2 separate regions of the Callithrix jacchus genome follow, and region 1 is linked to region 2. Evidence: chromatin contacts called from public Hi-C data. All regions are on one chromosome and are shown on one strand. The core of a region is the stretch at or near the end of the contact, and the rest is flanking DNA. Distances in the headings are between cores, read along the strand shown. Region 1 holds the start of DNAJC9 (DnaJ heat shock protein family (Hsp40) member C9). Region 2 holds the start of CFAP70 (cilia and flagella associated protein 70).

Evidence for each region. A called contact is a pair of places that touch in the nucleus more often than the background predicts.
Region 1: a Hi-C map of skeletal muscle shows a contact between it and region 2, with 4 times the contacts expected there. The contact joins the promoter of DNAJC9 here to the promoter of CFAP70 in region 2. A contact is called at or near these places in 2 of 3 Hi-C or Micro-C datasets (induced pluripotent stem cells and skeletal muscle).

The regions. Positions count from the first base shown.
Region 1 is chr12:56,909,680-56,915,906 of calJac240_pri, reverse strand. It overlaps DNAJC9 (DnaJ heat shock protein family (Hsp40) member C9), which reads right to left and starts at 4,791. Exons shown (of 6, transcript XM_054242331.2): 1 at 4,517-4,791; 2 at 4,201-4,341; 3 at 3,448-3,702; 4 at 835-921. The coding sequence starts at 4,696.
Region 2 is chr12:56,764,998-56,771,759 of calJac240_pri, reverse strand. It overlaps CFAP70 (cilia and flagella associated protein 70), which reads right to left and starts at 1,489. Exons shown (of 28, transcript XM_078345557.1): 1 at 1,389-1,489.

The DNA.
Region 1 (6,227 bases), core at 3,542-6,041, 140 kb before region 2:
GAAGTATGTGGAAGGCAGCTGTCCAACAAGTGCTTGGAAGGTGTTCTAGCTGGGTAGAGAGCCTATTCTAACAGACACATCACAGAAAACAGCATGAACAGATAGAGTTCCATGTACAGACGATCCATGGAGGCAAGTTCTGTCAGGAAGGACACTGCTTCCCTCCGCCCTCCCAACTGTCACCACCAAGTTCCTTCAGGTGAGACCTCACACAATGTCAGGTGCTTTCTAGGAAATACTAATATCAGGTTGACAGATTCTGCTTGGTCTAATCTATCTGAAAAATTCAGGCTGGAAAACAACTTTTCTCAAGAGTTGAGTTGACTTTTGCCTTCAAATCTTGACTGTACCTTGCCTACGATAGCATCAATTTACACCTAAGCACCTCTGAAGAGAAAAATTTCATTATTTCTTTTCTTTCTTGAGAGCAGATTTTTTCCCTCCTCCTTTGGAAGGTTTGCAGTACTTTGATTCCATCTGAGCCAGAAAATTGTCCATTTCCTTTTGCCGATCCTTTTGTCTGCTCTGTTTGAGAAGTTAAAACACAAGCTTTCACAACACTATCCATAGAAAGTACTTAGTGGTTGCCAGGGGCTGGAGAAGTGGGTATGGAGGTTTTTTTGGAGTGGTGAAAATGTCCTTCAATTGGTGTTAATAATTGTAAAACTTTGTAAATATATTAAAAACCAACAAATTGTACACTTGAAAAGGACAAATAGATGGCATGCGAGTTATGTCTTACGAGAAGAAAACCAAATACAACACTCCAGAGAAAATATCAGCAACAGGTTTCAGATCATTAAGGAAGAAGTGGCAATAAACTGCCAAGTTTACCTGAATGGCTGCCTTCAGGCTATCCACGCCTTCATCAAGCCCCAACTCCTTTCTGCTCATTTCTGCTTCTTTGGCCTCTTCCTGAGCCTGCAACAGAAACTCACATGAGATTCAGAGCAACCAGCAAATGTTTAAAATACATTCTCTTTCCCAAAAGCAAATCCATAATACTGTTTCAATTTGAGGATTATATGAATAGACAAAATGAATAGAATTACCTAACTAGGTTATTTATTAAAAGGCAACAATGCTGGCAACAATGCTGACAACAAGCAGTAGATCCTGTGATTCCAATTACCATTTATTTGCTTTTTCCCCAATTCTACTTGCTAGAGGTAGTAAGTAATTTGGCACTCATAAATCACATTGTGATAAAAAGGAACAGGAGGCTGTGTGTGGTGGCTCACACTTGTCATCCCTATACCTTGGGAGGCCAAGGTGGGAGAATACTTGAACCCAGGAGTTTGAGACCTGCCTGGATAACATAGTAAGACCTCAACTCTACAAAAAATAAAAGAAATAAGCCTGGTGTAGTGGCATGTGCTTGTAGTCCCAGCTACTAGGGAGGCTGAGGTAGGAAGATAGCTTGAGCCTGGGAGTTTGAGGCTGCAGTGAGCTGTGATCATGCCTCTGCACTCCATCCTGGGTGATGGAGTGAGATGTCATCTCTTAAAAACAAAGAAAAACAAAAAAAAGTAAGGAAAACAATGCAATTGCTAGGATACAGATACTTCCAATTCCTCTCCTGGAAACCCAATTTACTACATGAGTGGTAATCCCCTTGGGAATCCCAGTTTAAAATGACTTCTGAGTAGTCAGAAGAAACATCAGCAGACTCAGTTTTAACCTTTCTTTACCTGATTTCAAAGGAGTCTTCCTTTGCCAAGTTTTCCTAGGGCATTGTTTCCAAAATATCACTAAGAACAAAAGAACACACTAAGGTGTTCTTAGGGCAACAACTTAAGAGGTCCCAACATCCCTTGTGAATTTTCCAAGTAGCAATTAATGGAATTAATAGTGGGGATGATGATACATTAGGACCTCCCATATCTATAAGAAGACACTGTTTCCTTGTATTCAAATTATCTCTTTAAATTCAGCATTCCCTTCAGGTTTGTTGAACAGTCTCTCAAAACTATACCATTTTCTCAAATTCTAGGGAAGTTTCTCAAGCTAACAGTCTACCGTGAATGCAGCTGTGCTCAGTTTCATCTCAGAAAATGAACTTAAGGTAATTGTCAGCCTAAGTATTAGCAGATGTAGCCTATGAACCAAAATGATCTTGATATACACTCCACGGCTCCCCTCAGCTCACCAGAGAGGGTGCAGCCATCTAGGCAAAACAGGCCCTGTGAATTTTCACTAGAAATAAAAAGGACAGCTTTCTCTGTGTGCATTTCATATGTAAAAGCTGCAGAAAAGTTCCAGGGGGCACTCATGAAGGCAGCAATGGTTCTAAAAGTTGTGTGCTCCTTGTGAGAATCTAATGCCTGATGATCTGAGGTTTCATCCTGAACCATACCCCTGGCACAGCTGGGGACCACAAAGCTAAAGTTTTTCTTAAAAAAAAAAAAAAAAAAAAAGGCTGGACACGGTGGTTCACACCTGTAATTCCAGCACTTTGGGAGGCTGAGGCAGGTGGATCACAAGGTTGAGATCGAGACCATCCTGGTGAACATGATGAAACCCTGTCTCTACTAAAAATACAAAAATTAGCTGGATATGGTGGTGTGTGCCAGTAGTCCCAGCTACTCCAGAGGCTGAGGCAGGAGAATCGCTTGAACTGAGGAGGCAGAAGTTGCAGTGAGCCGAGATCACGCCTGGGTGACAGAGCAAGACTCCGTCTCGATTAAAAAAAAAAAGAATTCTGTATCCACCTCAAGAATCGAACTCTGGCAAAGGCCCCCAAATCTGCACTTTTAACAAGACAGTCTCTGCCATTCTCTTCTTACCCCCCAACTGAATAAGGATCACTGCCTGTCCTGTGTATCCAGGCTCCATTAACTTTATCTCCTGAGGGTTGCCTCAACAAGGCTACAAGAATTGGCCCATATGAAAAAAAGACTTCAGTGCTACTTTACTATGGTAAGAGTTAAACAATAAAAATCATTGTGAGCACAATATACTAGAAAAATAGTTTCTCTTGATGAACTGGTATGCCCATTTTATTTATTTATTTTTTTTATTTTTACTTTTTGAGACAGAGTCTTACTCTGTCGCCAGGCTGGAGTGCAGTGGCACGATCTTGGCTCACTGCAACCTCTGTCTCCCGGGTTCAAGCAATTCTCCTTCCTCAGCCTCCTAAGTAGCTGGGATTACAGGCACGTGCCACTACGCCCAGTTAATCTTTGTATTTTTAGTAGAGATGGTATTTTCACCATGTTGTCCAGGATGGTCTCAATCTCTTGACCTCGTGGTCCACCCACCCTAGCCTCCCAAAGTGCAGAGATTACAGGCGTGCCTCCAGTATGTCCATTTTATTAGATGAAAGCTATCAGACCAAGTGAACCCTAGTCATTTCTGGAGCTTTATGTTTACTTCTACTGCTGTAAATACTCTCAAATCCTTTTTGGAAGCAGTCAAGATATAAATCAACAGTATTCAAAATCTTACCCTCCTTTTCCTTGCATTCATCTTTTGTTTCGATTCTTTGACAAAGGCATTATAGGATGGGACCTCTCCGGCGTCAATAGCTTGCTGAATGATATTCCTTATCCTGGGTTCCTCTGTGTACTGCGCGCAAAGCACAGACTCCATTATCTGATCCATGTCACCCTTGAAGTCCAGATAGGCCTGTTTAATATCAGCCAGCTCTTCTTCTGAACCTTTGTATGTCTTTTCAAAAGCCTGAATGTCCTCTAAAGATATCTGATAATAAAGGAGATTTGCTTTAACTTTGGGAGTTTTACTTTAAATAAAAGGTACACTAGTAAAACTAGAGTTAGGTGTTGAATTACTGTAACACAACAGTTGCTTGAGTTGCAATTGTTGAACCAGATTTTCTATGCCTAAGCTTTTCCGGAGTTCTCCTTTCTAAGTCCAGTCTTCACAACTGCTAACTAGGGACCAGGGAAGAGAAATGTAAGTGAAGTTCCCAAGGATGAAAGGCGACCCGGAATCAGGACTTACATTGGATATGTAAAATAAAGTGCATCATCCTACAAAAAAATAAATCGGCCCTTTTTAGTGCAACAGTCGCATTAACAGGAAATAAAAAGCCTGTTTCAGTAAGTGTATTTATATTTCAAGGCCAAACTCAAAATTCCTCATTCCTACAAAATTAACACAAGACCTTAGAGGCAATTAATAAAGGTTTGTTGATCGAATGATGGTAACAGTCACAAGCAAACCTCCAGAATCCCCTACCTTTTTAAAGAGTAGCCGCCAATACGACTCCCAGTCTCGGTCTTGGGTGAGCACAGGAGAGTCCTCGTCCACTGTTCCTTGCTCATCGTACACTGCTCTCTGATCTTTGTCACTGAGAATGGAATAGACTTTTCCCAGGATCTGAGGGCAGAGAGTATCCGTAAGTCATCCCTGCTCCTCCCACCGAAACCGCGGCACGAGACAAGATCAGGAGGCGCAAAGACCAGTTCAGTGCGCTCCCCCGGGCAGGGCCCGGTAGCCAAAAGGCGGAGGCGGCCCGGGTGGCCCGTCGGCCTCGGGGCGGGATCCTGCATACCTGGAAGCGACGAGTGGCGTCCTCCTTGTCGCCCTCGCCCACCCGGTCGGGGTGCACCTGCAGGGACACCTTGTGGTAGCCTCGTCGGACCTCGCCGTCGGAGGCCTCACGTCGCACGCCCAGCACCCGGTAAAGGTCGGCGGTGCCGAACACTTCCTCGCAAAGCTCCAGTAGCCCCATGCCAGGGACGGGAGATAGGGCCTGGGAGAAAGCAGCTGCTCCCAACAGCGCCGGGTACCACTCAGGGTTGCTTCTTTTTCCCGCTCAAAAAGCCTAGGGCGCCTGCGTCACAACAAGCGCTGAAGGGGCGTGGCCACGCCGCGCAGCCACTTTACGGCGGCCGCAAAATGGGGCGTGGCAAGGCGGGCAGGTGAGTCGGCGGGCGGAGTCGAAATTACTGGCCGCGCGCAGGAGCCAGGAGTTACTGGGAAGAGATGTTGCTCGGGTCCCTCCTCCCCTTGCTCTAGAAATCTGGCGTCCGTCTTCCGTTTAGTTTCCCAGAAAAGCTTTTTCAAAAAGTTCATATATTAAGTTGAATTTTAAAACTGCTGGCCTATTTTTTAAGTAGAAAACTGCCAAACATCAGCATTCAGCAGTTTCACATGGTTCAGCTTAACAGATGTGTTTTTTCAAAAATGATTGTGAAAGGAATAGGTAGAGTTGTAGGCCCAAATAATTTTGCACCTCACTGGTTGGAAATGCTCGGGAACTTTCCCTGCAGCCCTGCAGGAAAAACCTTATACTGAAACCCAAAAAGCACAAAACATGGGTCTTCCAAAAACTCTTATCTAACAGGACTTTCACCTTACACATTCGTGGAGATGAGATGACCCAAGCCCCCGTCTTAACATAAACTGCTGAAGCAAAGGCTCTTTCTTTTAATACTCTGTTTAGTTCACAGCTGGGTTTGAGCATGTTGGATCCCAGGTGGCAGCAGGGTAGGTGGGGGCAATCATCCAAGACATGGGGAGAAACTTGGGCCTGAAGACCCAAAGCAAGGCTCAGGCTGGGGAGAAAACTCTGGAAGTAGGATAAGCTCACAAAGGAAATATGTATATTCATATCTTAAAGGATAAGCAATGCAAAATGAATACTTGAGAGAATACCCAACTTGGCAGAAAATATCATATATCTCATCCCCTCACCGACTTAACACTTACCAGAATCATTCTGCTCTGCCAGTAAATTTCTGCAAAGCCTCAAACTCTCTAGGATACATTAATATCTTTTTAACCTCCCAGAGTTGCCATGATTTTCAAAGCACATCTCTTTCCCAGATCCAAGAACAAACCCAGCTAAAGTCACTTTTCCTCTCAACCTGCCCTTGCATCAGTCTCAAAGCAAGTGGGGGCCAACCAGGAACAACCCCGGGGGAGCTTTAACAACCACAGAATTTGGGATGGCTGGTGATCATTCTCAGAATATAAAACACAGAACAAAATAAGTTGGCACATTGAGAGAAACTCCTCTATAAATTTCCTATATCTTACTCACATATCAGAGTTAAGCCACTTATCTTTGCTCATTTTTTTCCCTGTATGGACAACATGTTGGGAAGGGCTTTCCAGGGTATAACGAAGGTATAAATCTTACATCACTGAACAAGTTTCCACCTCTAGGCTTCAGCTTCCCTGACGGTAAAATGGACATAACCCTACCTGCCTTCATAATACCTTGTAATCATCACAAATAACTGTGTATACAAAAGGCC
Region 2 (6,762 bases), core at 240-2,739:
CACACACACACACGAGGGAGGGGGGAGAGAGAGAGAGAGAGAGAGAGAGAGAGAGACTGAGCGAGAGCGAGAGAGCAAGTAGCTTAGTAGGCTTGGAGTAAGGTGTAAGAAAAAATTGGGAGAAAATGAGAAGAGACAAGCAGTTAAATACCTTATTAAAGTACAGATCTGAATATCACTGTGTTGTTCCCTCTCACCTACCAAATAAACTGTTAACACTACAGTTTAACTGCAGTTAAATGTAGTACTACATTCAGGGTTTTCTAGGATCTTGCAGTGCCAGTCAACTTCTCCCCTCTTCTAGCTTATGCTCTTGCTTAGTATTTTTCAAAGATTACCTGCATTTAGTCACTTTTGAACCTCTGCATTTTTCCTTCTCCCTGGAATTCTCTCTCCCTTTCTCCTCACTCCGTCTCTACAGCAAATCCTACTCATTCTTTAAGATCCAGCTCAAATGCTTCCTAGTCTATGAAGCTTCTCAGTTGGAAAAGCTTGCCTTTCCTCTGAATTCAGTTAGCACTTTACACTTCTCTTGGCATTACCTACCACAAGTTGTCCTATTTATGAAGACCAGGGATTCAAGACATTTCCTACTTAATAATTATGTGTCCCTGGGCAAATGCCTAACTTCTCTAAGACTCAGTTTCACCTTCTGTAAAATGGATAACTTTCAACCTGTTTCACATTTGTTGTGAATGTCCCCTAAGATATTAAAGCTATTTAAGCTATGAAGCACTGCACAAATGCTATTAATAATATGCAGCGTTTTTCCTGGGAGCTCGATTACACCCTTGAAGACATGTAACCTATCTCATGCATATTTACAGACCCCGAGTTCCTGGCACCATGTCTATACAAGAGGCGTTCGGGTAGTGTTTAAACTATGAATGCAAAAAATAGGACTAAAGTTATGGTCAGGGCAGCTAGGGTGGGGGACTCTTTTTGCCCTCAGCAAGGCATGCGTTTCTTGTCATCTGCTCGGAAGAAGCTGCAAGGGGAGAGTCCAGTGAGAAAAACGTTGGACGAAGGAGGCGATGTGACCGGATGTGGTCTGGAGACAGGCACAGTCAGCGCGGACTGAAGGGGCCTGTGATGAGAAGCGGAAAAGTAGGGTTTAAGTCCGCGATCCTGCGGGGGTCGCGGGGCTGGGGCTGGCGGCAAAGTCGTCTTCACCTAGCCGAGTCAGCAGCGGTTTTTCCGTCTAAATAACGGAATTTTCAGCCTGGCTTTAGCTGAGAGAGGGGTGACCGGGGTGGTGTGGCCGCAGGGCCGGGGTGGGGAGGCGGGGAAGAGAGGGTTTCCTCAGGAGGGATCATGGTCTTACCTGCGGCAGCCGCAGTTACGCTTTTGACAACTATAGCAACCAACTACCTCTCGCGAGAACTTACTTTTGGCAATCGCAGCAAGCTTATTCCAAGACTCGCGATAACTTTCTGGGGACCGGAGCAGGGAGCGGGACGCTGAGTTCCTGCGCCTGCGCCCTGGCGTCGGCTGCCGCCGCCTGACTTCGAGTTCTTGTCGTTTCCGCGTTTAACTTGGCAAGAGTCTGGGTTAAGGGCGCAGGTTTCCACCTTTACATTTTGCTTTCTCGACTTTATTTCAGTATTTCTCCATAATAAGAGGGAAAACAACAAAAGAAAGCTTATTTAAAGAAAAAGGCCTTTCTTAAACGGATTTGAAAACACCATTTAAATATTTCTCCATGAAATATGCAATAAGACAATATTTCTCAAATGAGCGTGTCATGCACTGTTGATGAGAGTACAAAATGACCTTGCTTCTAGGTTCTTAATATTTGTACAATAAACAGACCTGAAGTTTATCATGTTAATACAAATTTTAATGCATTCAAAATTTACCATTAAAGAGCTAGAATAGCAAAACACGATAGCAATAACCTGGAAACAACCCAAGTGCCCGTCGACGGATTAGTGGAAGAGTGGACCAACAAACTGTGGTATATTCACAAAATGGCATCTTAAAAGCAGTCAAAGTTAATGAACTGCAGCCACACACACAACATGGATGAATCTTGGCAATATATATACTTTAAAATGTTGCAGTGTTAAAAACCAGCTTGAAGGGACTCCATGGGCCAAATAAGGGACAATTTGAGCATGAAAGTAAACAACGACAATAATGGATTACAACCCATTGAATAAAATAGGAATATGAAAGTCCGTGTTGATACAGAGAAAAAGGAAAACTCTACAGTAGGATGCCAACCCAGAAGTGTAGAGAGAAGGATGGAAATACAGAACCACCATTTGACAACTACCGAGGAGGATGTTTCAGGCAGGAGTCTTCAATGAACGACAAGGCTAGTGGGTAGATGTTCTATGAGGCATGGAATATTGGTGTGATTTTGGAATGCTTCTCCCAGGGAATACTACTCGATTACAGAGGGGAAAACAGTGAATGGAGGCAACCAACATGATCAGGTGATCATGGTTAACATCACCAGTGTTGGTAGGAGTCTACATTGTGAGCCTCCTGGTGAAATAAAAAAAACAAAGCATCCTTTTTGGTTTTCCTACCATCAAAAGAACTCAGGTTGTGGACCATCCAAAGACAGGAAAGACTGGGAACTGTCTCTGACTGAGGCTATATGACAACTAAATGCAATATGTATCTTTGTATAGCATTTTGGACCAGAAAGGAAAACAACATTGTTAGGACAGTGGGCAAAATGTTAATTAGCTCTGTGAATCGCATACCACTCTGAACATGCCTGATCTCATCTGAATTGGATGGTAGTGTTGTACCGATATTGATTTTCTGATGTGGAAGTTTGTTTTTAGGTAGGAAAGTGTCCCTGTTTAGGGGGAAATACACACTGGTGTGTTTAGGAGTTATGAGACACTATCTCTTCAATATGCTCTCTTGACTCTCAAAATGTTCAGAAAGACTAACAAGGGATACATACACATGTACACACACACATGCACACACACACATTGAGCAATATGCAAGTGCAATGAATTGTTAACTATTTGGGAATCTGGGTGAAGGGGACATGGGACTTCCTTGCACTGTTTGAGCAACTTTTCTATACATTTGAGATAACTGCAAAATAAATTATTAAAATATATACACACACATAGCCACTCTCCCTGGGAAGCTCTTTGCCTAGGATATAGTTACTAGAATCAAATTTTAAAATAATTGTTATTTCTACTAATAAACATTACAATTATATAAAGAGAAATATTTTTTGAAAGTTGCAGTATTACTAAGGTGTTTCTCTCTGGATTTTTTCTCAAGTGACTGTTGTGGATGAATTTGCACTGAGAAAGCTATCCCACTTGCACATGACACACGTTTTCTACTTAATAGGTTGGGGTTAGGGCCAAATCTTTAATAGGGAGTTGTTCTTCCAGAAATAACTCATGATCTTGGTCTACTTAGTACTTTGCTTCAAGGTCTTAGGCAAGCAAGGATAAATAACAGGTGTCACTTCCTTAAACGTAATTATTCTCCATTCAACTGTAGGGTGCCTGAGAGCAAGGGCTGTCTATTACAATTTTTTTTTTTAAGATGGAGTATTGCTGTCGCCCAGGCTGGAGTACAGTGGTGCAATCTGGGTTCACTGCAACCTCCACCTCCTGGGTTCAGGCGATTATTGTGCTTCAGCTATGTAAGTAGCTGGGATTACAGGTGCCCATCACCGCCTGGCTAATTTTTGTATTTTTAGTAGAGATGGGGTTTCACCATGTTGGCCAGGCTGCTCTTGAATTTCTAACCTAAGGTGATCCACCCGGCTTGGCCTCCCAAAGTGCTGGGATTATAGGCGTGAGCTACCATGCCCAGGCTTTTTTTTAAATTAGACAGTCTTGCTCTGGAGTGCAGTGGCAGGATCTTGGCTCACTGCAACCTCCGCCTCCCAGGTTCAAGCGATCCTCCCACCTCAGTCTCCCACGTGTGTGTTTGTGTTACAGTTCTTTTATTCTCCTACAGTGGTTAGCAGTGGCCACTCTGTTTGAAAGGTATTTGATATTTTTTGACTGATTAAAATCATCCACTTCTGTGTGGAAAAAGCTCTCTTTAGTGCAATGGAAAATATAATAGTACTGGAATCATAATAAAATCATCTACATATGCAGACCAATTTAAGGGAAAAAACTGTAAAAACCTCTAATTGAGCCAGGCGCAGTGGCTCACGCCTGTAATCCTAGCACTTTGAGAGGCCGAGGTGGGTGGATCACCTGAGGTCAGGAGTTCAAGACCAGCCTGGCCATCATAATGAAACCCCATCTTTTTAAAAAAAATAAATGAAATAAAAAAAAAAATAAAAATCTCTAATAAAATTCGAATGCCTTAGTCTGAGTTTCAAAGGCCTCCCTCCACTAAATGATGCACTAGTTCAACAAATTCCTCTCTCATCATTACTCTAAAAGGCTTGTTTCTAATTAGCTAATTTGTTACTTCCAAAGTCAATGCACTTCTGATGCTCAATAATACAATCAAATAATATTGCTCATCCTCAAACTGATCTACAGATTGAAAGCAATCACTATTAAAATCCCAACTTTTTTTTTTTTTACAAGCTGATCCTAAAATTCATATGGAAATGCAAGGGACTCAGAGTAGCCAAAACAATCTTGAAGTAGAAAACTCACACTTGAAAACTCACACTTCCAAATTTCAAAACTTTCTATAAAGCTGCAGTAATCAAGTAATCAAGACAATAATAAAGGCATAAAGATAGACATAAAGAATCAATTGAATCGAGAGTTCAGAAATGAACTCTTACATTTATAGTCAACTGATAAATTTTAATAAAAGTGCCAAGACAATCTAATGGGTTGGGAGGACAATATAGTCTTTTAAACAAATGGTACAAGGAAAAACAATGTCCACATGCAAAGAATGAAGTTGGACCCTTACCTCACACCATACACAAAAAATAACTCAAAATGGACCAATGACTTAAAGAAGTAAAACTACAAATATTAAGAGTTTTCTATTTCTGTGAAGAATGTCATTGGCATATTGATAAAAATTGTATTGAATCTGTAGATCACTTTGGGAAGTATGAATATTTTGAAAATATTAATTATTCTAATTCATGAACAGAGGATACTATTTGTGTGTTTTTCAATTTCTTTCATCAGTGTTTTATAGTCTTCATTGTAGAGATGTTTCGCCTCCTTGGTTAAAACTTGCTAGGTTTTTTTTTTTTTGGTAGCAGTTGTGAATGGGATTGCATTTTGGATTTCTTTTTCAGATAGTTCACTAGTGGCATATAGAAATGCTACTTATTTTTGTTATGTTGCTTTTGTATCCTGAAACTTTATTGAATTTATTACTTCTGGCAGTTTTTGGTGGAATCTTTAGAGTTTTCTGTGTATAAGATCATGTCATCTTATGAAGACAGGAACTTTGACTTCTTTTCAATTCAGATGCCCTTTGTTTCTTTCTCTTGCCTAATAACTCTGGCTAGAACTTCCAATACTATGTTGAATAGAAGTAGTGAAAGTGGGTATCCTTATCTTGTTCCAGATTTTAGAGAAAAAGCTTTCAACATTTCCTCATTCAGTATGTTAGCTGTGGGTCTGTTATACATGGCCTTTATTGTACTGAGGTATGTTCCTTCCATATCTATTTTGTTGAGAGTTTCGTTTTGTTTGGTTATGAAGGGATATTGAACATTACCAAGTGCTTTTTCGGCATATATGGAAATGAGCATATGGTTTTTATCCTTCCTTCGGTTTGAGTGATGTATCACAAAAATTCACTAGCCACATGCAGAAGAAAAAAACTAGATCCCCATCATCATATACAAAAATAGCCTCAAAATGGATAAAAGCTTTAAGCATAAGACCTGAAACTATGAAACTATTAGAAATAAACATAGGAAAAATGCTTTGACATTGGTCTGAGCAAGGAATTTTTGGATAAGACCTCAAAACATGGACAGCAAAACAAAAATAGTCAAATGGGATGACAGCAAACTTAAAAGCTTCTGCACAGCAAAGGAAACAATCAACAGATTGAAGAGACAGTATATAGAATGGGAGAAAATATTTACAAACTATGCATCTGACAAGGGGTTAATATCCAGAATATGTAAAGAAACTCGACACCAAAAAAAAAAACCCCACAAATAATCGGATTTTTAAATGGGCAAAAGAACTAGACAGTTCTCGAAAGAAAGTATAGAAATGGCCAACAGATATATGAAAACATGCTCAACATCACTAAACATGAGGGAAATGCAAACAGAGTGTATCTACACAAACCTAGATAGCATAGCCTACCACATACCTAAGTCATATAGGGTGTATCCTATTTCTCCTAGGCTACAAATGGGTATGGCATGTTACTATACTGAATACTGTAGGCAATTGTAACACAATGGTGGTATATCTAAACATAGAAAAAGAACAGTAAAAATATGGTATAAGAAATAGTACACCTATAGAGGGCACTCATAATGAATGGCAGTTACTGGTCTAGAAGTTGCTCTGGGTGAGTGAGGGAATGAGTAGTGAATGAATTATGAAGGCCTAGGACATTATACTACTGCAGACTTTATAAACACTAATTCGGCTACACTAAATTTATTTTAAAACTTTTCAATAATAAAATTTACTTTAGCTTAATGCAAGGTTTTGCTTCCTAAGTGTCCTTTTTTTCCCTTGGAGACAGGGTCTCATTCTGTCACCCAGGCTGGAGTGCAGTGGCATGATCATGGCTTACTGCAGCCTCGATCTCCTTGGACTTGAGCAAACCTCCTGCCTTAGCCTCCCAAGTAGCTGG